2 separate regions of the Neogale vison genome follow, and region 2 is linked to region 1. Evidence: chromatin contacts called from public Hi-C data. All regions are on one chromosome and are shown on one strand. Each heading gives the region's core, a stretch centred on a gene start, on an enhancer-like site or on the middle of the called end of the contact. The rest is flanking DNA. Distances are from core to core; before and after follow the strand shown.

Region 1 (3,196 bases), core at 274-2,773:
TTCTACAAATGTGGCAGATCTATAGTTCACTTATCAGGGTTTTGTTTGTTGGTTTGTTTTGTTTTTTTTTCCCAGTTTCCTAGGGTAGTAAAGACATGTTTGAGTAGTTATAATCCTACCACTACAGGAATTTTCTCAGCTTAGTCAGGAGACTCTCTTTTACTAAATATAAAATAAGTAAGACAAATTAATTTTAAACATATACAGAAGTCTTTAATTTACTAGCAAAAGAACAATGAAGGTTAAAACAATGAGCCAGTTTAGAGAGGGTATGAGTATGGAAGGAAACAATGCTTACATTAGTAGCTAATTAGGTAAAGATCCTAATCAGTTACCACCCAGGAAACCAGAGAAGCAGAAAGCTCTGAGATGCCAGGGCTGCCCACAGTCCATCTCAGAAACAGAAAACAATGCATCTAAGAAGTAAATGCTAAGGACTCAATGCTATGGCTGTTGGAATAGCAATATTTATTTCCCAACAGTAAGTGTCTGGTAAGTCCAATTACTCATAGAAGTATGAAGCGGGGTCAAACCAACATCAGATAAGCAGAGAGTAAGGTAACAAGCTCTGCTTATTTTTGAATAAGCATCACCAGTGAATTAATCAAGCTATTAGCAAAAACACAGAACGTAGTTTACATATTCCGTAGTTTGGAGGGGTTTTTCTTATTCTTTACAGATTTTATTTATTTGACAGAGACACAGCGAGAGAGGAAACACTAGTAGGGGGAGTGGAAGAGGCAGGCTTCCCACTGAGCAGGGAGCCTGAGGCGGGGCTCAATCCCAGGACCCCGAGATCATGACCCAAGCAGAAGGCAGATGCTTAATGACTGAGCCGCCCAGACGCCCCAGTTTGGAGGTTTTTAAAAATAACTTTATGGGGCGTCTGGGTGCTTCAGTCGGCTCAGGTCATCCGGCTCCCTGCTCCCTGCTCGGTGGGGAGTCTGCTTCTCCCTCTGTCCTGTACCCCACTCCAGCTCACTCTCTCTAATAAATGAATACAATCTTTTTTAAAAGATAACTTTCTGAGAGCACCAAGAAAAGAGGGCACTTTTGTCCCCCCCCCCCCGATCCTGTTTTTCCTGCTTGGAGGTCCTCGGTTACGTCTAACGTGTATTCATTCCTGTCGCAGGTGCCGGTACTCCCAATCAGCATGAGCTAATCCTTCATCAGCACGGACCTAACCTTCCAACTTGAGATATTATCTCCCACCAACACGCACAAACCTTGCATTATATTTGGCTCCATAGGACTTATAGGTTTTATTTATTATGTATCTTGTTCCCCCCCCACCCCGCCTTCAGTAAGGGGCTTTTGTCTGATTAGTTCTTTGCCATAACCCCAGCAACTAAAATTGTGCTTAGCACACAGCATTTGTTGAATGAATGAATAAGCGAGGGATCCACAGACTAGCCATCAGAGGGCGACAGAGAGACTTAGTGGAGGCGGAAATGAAACGTTTTGCCTCGAGCTTCACGTGCGGTTCCGTGAAGTTTGAACTCGCTCGGCCACCATAGTGCTTAAGCCGGAAATGGCAGGCCATTTCCGGTCTTCGCGGTTCGGGAAGACGTTTTCGGGCTGTCGGAAACCGAACCCCAAGGTTCTAAGACTGGTCCATCGCGGAACTCAGACTCCATCCCAGGGCTCCAGGCTTCCAGGCCTCCGACGGGCCCAGCCGCCAGCGTGACTACTGGAGACAGTTCAGGGCCAGGAACGGGGCAGCGTGGGTCACCATGGCGACGCCGGCTGGGCTGGAACGCTGGGTGCAGGACGAGCTGCACTCGGTGCTGGGGCTGAGCGAGCGGCATGTAGCGCAGTTCCTAATTGGTACCGCCCAGCGCTGCGCCTCGGCCGAGGAGTTTGTGCAGCGTCTGCGAGACACCGATACCCTGGACCTCAGCGGACCAGCCCGGGACTTCGCCCTGAGGCTCTGGAACAAGGTGTTGAGAGGGGCGGGGTGGGGCGGGGCCAAGAGTGGGAGCGGCGCGGGAGGAGGTGGAGCAGGGCAGGGGCCCCAGGTTATTTGTGCAGGTGAGGTTGGGCTAACTGTCCTTCCGAGAATTAAGTAATCTCAGTACCCAAGCACCTAACTTTTGTCCACTGTCGCCTGGGTACTGTGCTAGGTGCTGGACGTCCAGTTCTGGGGAGAAGTTCAAGGAGGGTTAAGTGTTATAGAGCAGTGTTTCTCGAACTTTAATATGCATGCTACTCATCCAGGACCCTTATTAAAATGTAGATTCCGATTAGGTGGTTTTGGGATGGGATCTTAGTTTTTGCATTTTTAACTAGTTTCCAGGTGAATCCGATGGTCTGCAGGCTACGCTTTGAATAATTAGGTAGTAGAAAAGATGTGTGAGAAGTGCTGTGGAAGGGCAGAGAAGGTAGGGGTAGTGCTCAGGGGAAGGAAGCCCAAAGATTCCCCAAAATCTGTCTGGTAGAGAAGGGGTTGGGAATAAAGCTGTAAAGATGAACTCCTGGAGGACAGGACTCTGTATTTCTTGTCTTTGTATTTCTCCCACCTGACAGCTCCTTACAGAACAGGTGCTTGCTTATTTAAGCATATGGAAGAGTGAAAGTGTCCAGCATGTTCACAGAATGGCATATAGCCTGCTTTAATTGTCACATATGTCACAAATGGTGCCTGGTGGGAGATGAGTTTAGAACCCAGGTGGTATGAGGATAAGACTTTATGTAAATCTGTTTAGCATGTATTCTGGAATCTGGTACAGTGCCAGGCTTCTGCAAACCAGTCCTTATAGCATATCAGTTCTTGCATAAGGATAGCTTAGTTATGGGGAAGCACAGAGGCTGAACAATTGAGAGTTGGTTTTGATAATGTAAAATAAACTCCATGAAGGCAGGGATTGTTGTCTTTTGTTTATTCCTGTGTCCTTGGTCCCTAGGAGGTAGGTACCTGATGCATCAGACAGATTTTTTACGTGACCCCCCCAAAAAAAACTGCAGATGTGATTAAGTTAAGGATCTTGAGATAGGGAGATTATCCTGAGTTATTTGGTGGGTTCTTATGAGTGAAAGTGGGCAGGAGAGTCAGTGTCAGAGCAATGCAGCAGGAGAAGGACTTGATCAGGCATTACTAGCTTTGAAGGTGTCATTCAGTAAATGTTTGGTAAGTGAATGATTGCAAGGAGGTTCAAAGCTGAGAGGCCCAATTCAAGCTGATGAACATGGTGTGAAG
Region 2 (3,196 bases), core at 415-2,914, 140 kb after region 1:
AAGAGCTGAAATACTCACAGAAGCACACAAAGTGAAACAGAACTATTTTTATTTATTTGAAAGATAGGGTGAATCCATCACTGGTGACCAGAGCTCTGAGGCTACACTTTCTCCTCAGGGAGGTGGGCTGGAATGGGGTGGGCTGCGTTTGGCAGGGGCTGTGGTGGTTTGAGATCTGGGTAGATGAGAATTTGAATTTTTTCAGATTGTAGCACCTCTCACAGCAGAATCCACCTGTGTGTCCTTTCAGCTCTATGTCCCCCATCACCCCTATCTTCCTGGGGCATCCCCAATTTTTCTCTACAAATCTCTCACCTGCCTGGCTCCCCAGCTGGGCCTCAGGCCGGTCTCCCCAGAGTAGATGATCAGGATCATTGAGGAAACGCTGGCTGCGTTGGCATGTTAGGCAAGTCTGTACTGTCCAGCGCTGTCCCCTGCAGCCTGGATGAAAGTGGGGGGGGGTGGCGGGAGTGCCCAGGTTTAGTAGGAGAAGAAAAGGTCTCCTGCACCCAGTTTTGCCTCCACTGTTTCTTAGTAGGAATTCGAACACTCCCCAACTTTGAATACAAATTTAAGGTGTGTTAGCCCTGCTTAAAGTCTGTCAATTTCTTGGTATCCCTTAAGATAAATTCCAGACTCCTTAAATTTGGAAGAGGATCTGCCCTGTTTCCTTCTCCAGCCTTATACGTTGGCCTTGTCTACCTCAAACTCCAAGTTCCTGGACTCTAGTCTCCTTGACAGCACCACAAGCTCTCTTGTCTCAGAGTCCTCAAACTTGCCTGAATTTCCACTTCTCACTTCTTTTGCCTATCAGAAAGGTAATTTAGCATTTTAGTTCCTCAAGCAAAGCATTTTACTACACTATCTTGTTTCTTAGTCTGTCCTATCAGACTGTAATTTCAGTGAGAATAATGGATCAATACTTGACACATCTTAGAAAAATATTTGTTAAATAAATGAATGAATGGTGATGTGAATCCTGTCCTCCACCATGCAAAAATGGGGAGGGGGGTTACCTCTTACAGCAACATCATTTCCCTACTGCCCAGCCTTTCCTTAGTTGGTCCAAGTGAATTCAGCAATTCAACCCAGAGCTTGAAAAATCCGGCAGCTCTAAATATCACGCCAGACGCCATCTAAAGCGAGCCCACTGCTGCTCCTCATTCACCCCCATTAGGGGCACTCACGTCTCTGGCGCTGGGTGCAGGTGAGGCCCGGGATGAGGAGGGAAGAGCAGCCACGACAGAGGGTCCTCTTCACCGAGGGGTCCCTGCGGAGGGAGTGGGATGGTGGTCCGAAGGCCCGCGCTCCCTCTCCCATTCTTCCCGCGTCCCGCCCGCAGCTAGATTCCCTGAGCGTCTCACCGCCGCAAGACCAGCCGCTTTGCAATGGTCCTCTCCGTGTAACAATAAAACCTCGCCAGCGCCTGGTTCATGGGGTCCTGTGCAAGGACACAGTGGGCGGCCTGGAGGAAGGAAACCATTACTTCGTGGCCAGCCACACCCGACCGCCTCCCCGTAAGTCACCAGACGCGGACTCACCTGGTACAAGAAGCTGAGCCTCTGGAAGGCCTCGCGGTCCTTAACCGGCCCAGCCATCTGCGCCGCGCGAGGGCCTCACGCACGACGGTCCGCAGGTCCCGCCCTTCCGATAGCCCCGCTTCAGGCGCCCGCGCACGGCCTCCTGGGAAGTGTAGTTCCTGGGCCGGTGAGCCTCTCTCCGCGATCCATCCTTTGGCGCCACCCTGCGGCCTCACGGACCCCAGTTGTTCGTAAACCCATACCCACCCCTGCAACTCAAGTCCGGGGTCCCTTTCTGAGTTTTGGCTTCCTTCTAGTCTTCCTCAAGCCCATGATCAGTTATCCTAGGTAGGAAAGTCACTGCTCACTAGAACAGGAGAGGACCTTAAACTACAAAACATTTTTAGGACAGAGGACTGGTTTTTTTATGCAGATAGGTTGGGGAGATGCTTATGTGCAATTTATACCCAGCTAGAACTTCTGCCCTACTCTTCTGAAGCCAAAGGCAGACGCCTGAAAGATCTACAGATTGAAGGAACAGAAGTCATACATTCAAAGAAAGCACTGGTACCACTGGGAGTGGAATTGGAAAGGATCACCAGGGTGATCAAGAGAGAGAAGCAGAGCTTATTACCATTCTTTTCCACTGAACAACAACAACAACAACTACAACAACAACAACAAAACAAAAAAACTTCCTATTATGCAGTGCTGGAGACACAGTAGGTGATCCTAGTTAACTTCTCATCTTAGGTACTGGAGCACAGAAACTTTTGACATCTCCTGCCCCTGAAACTCTCCCCTCTCCCACCTCCCCTATTCCAATCATATACTTCACATCCCTTATTCTGACCTCTGTCTCCTGTTTGTTCTGTTTGACATCCTGTGTTTACTTCTGCCTCATAATGACCACTAGTTCCTGAGTCGGAAGTAGAGGGATGTTAGCTGGAGTGGCAGAACATGAATGAACCTTGGGATAGGGAGAGGGCAGCATTAGGCCAGGAGAGTAAGGCCTCTCTCCCTTCTCAAATCCTGTCAGGCCACACAGGAAACCAGGCCTCCAGCTCAGAAAAAATGGCCAAAACCTCCTCTGGGATTAATTTCACAAGGATCCCTAAATTCAAAGGAGGAGTATGTTTAAAATGTAGACATCAAGGCCCACCCCAGACCTTCATCAATCACTGAGGGCAAACCCCAGGATCATGCATTCTTAACACCAGTGATTCTTAAACATCAACACAAGGCCATTGTCAAATTACCACACAACACAGAGATCACTTCAGTGGATCCTTTGTTCCATATTATGTTTTACCAACCAAAGCATCTTGCCACAAAGAACCACAGTCAAGGCACAAAGGTAAGAGGAGAGTTTGGACAAAGTCCTGTTGAGGTGGTAGGAGGAACTGAAACACCCTCAATAAACTGCAGTTTCTTGTCCCAATCTTCTGTGAACCCTTCATCACCCAAATAGCAGATATTCCAAATCATTTTAGTTTGGTTTGGCATGCATTGCTTTAACCTTTTTTTTGACAACATATGTACCCTAGAAGTTGTTTATTTTGGCCTAATGTTAAAATGATTTACATTCTTTGATAGGGGAAATGGCAAAAGGTGAAGGATGGCAACAAATAAGCAAAAGACTGGCTCCTGTGAACACTAGTTCCAGGCCATATGCA

Evidence for each region. A called contact is a pair of places that touch in the nucleus more often than the background predicts.
Region 2: a contact with region 1 is called in a Hi-C map of fibroblasts, with 5 times the contacts expected there. The contact joins the promoter of RPP21 here to the promoter of DHX16 in region 1. A contact is called at or near these places in 2 of 3 Hi-C or Micro-C datasets (fibroblasts and muscle).

What each region holds. Positions count from the first base shown.
Region 1 is chr1:122,863,525-122,866,720 of ASM_NN_V1, forward strand. It overlaps DHX16 (pre-mRNA-splicing factor ATP-dependent RNA helicase DHX16), which reads left to right and starts at 1,524. Exons shown (of 20, transcript XM_044257431.1): 1 at 1,524-1,940. The coding sequence starts at 1,734.
Region 2 is chr1:123,002,045-123,005,240 of ASM_NN_V1, forward strand. RPP21 (ribonuclease P protein subunit p21) reads right to left here and starts at 1,665. Exons shown (of 5, transcript XM_044257719.1): 1 at 1,542-1,665; 2 at 1,365-1,465; 3 at 1,188-1,270; 4 at 316-441. The coding sequence starts at 1,598. It overlaps LOC122912190 (E3 ubiquitin-protein ligase TRIM39), which reads right to left. Exons shown (of 9, transcript XM_044257692.1): 9 at 1,603-1,683. The coding sequence ends at 1,662.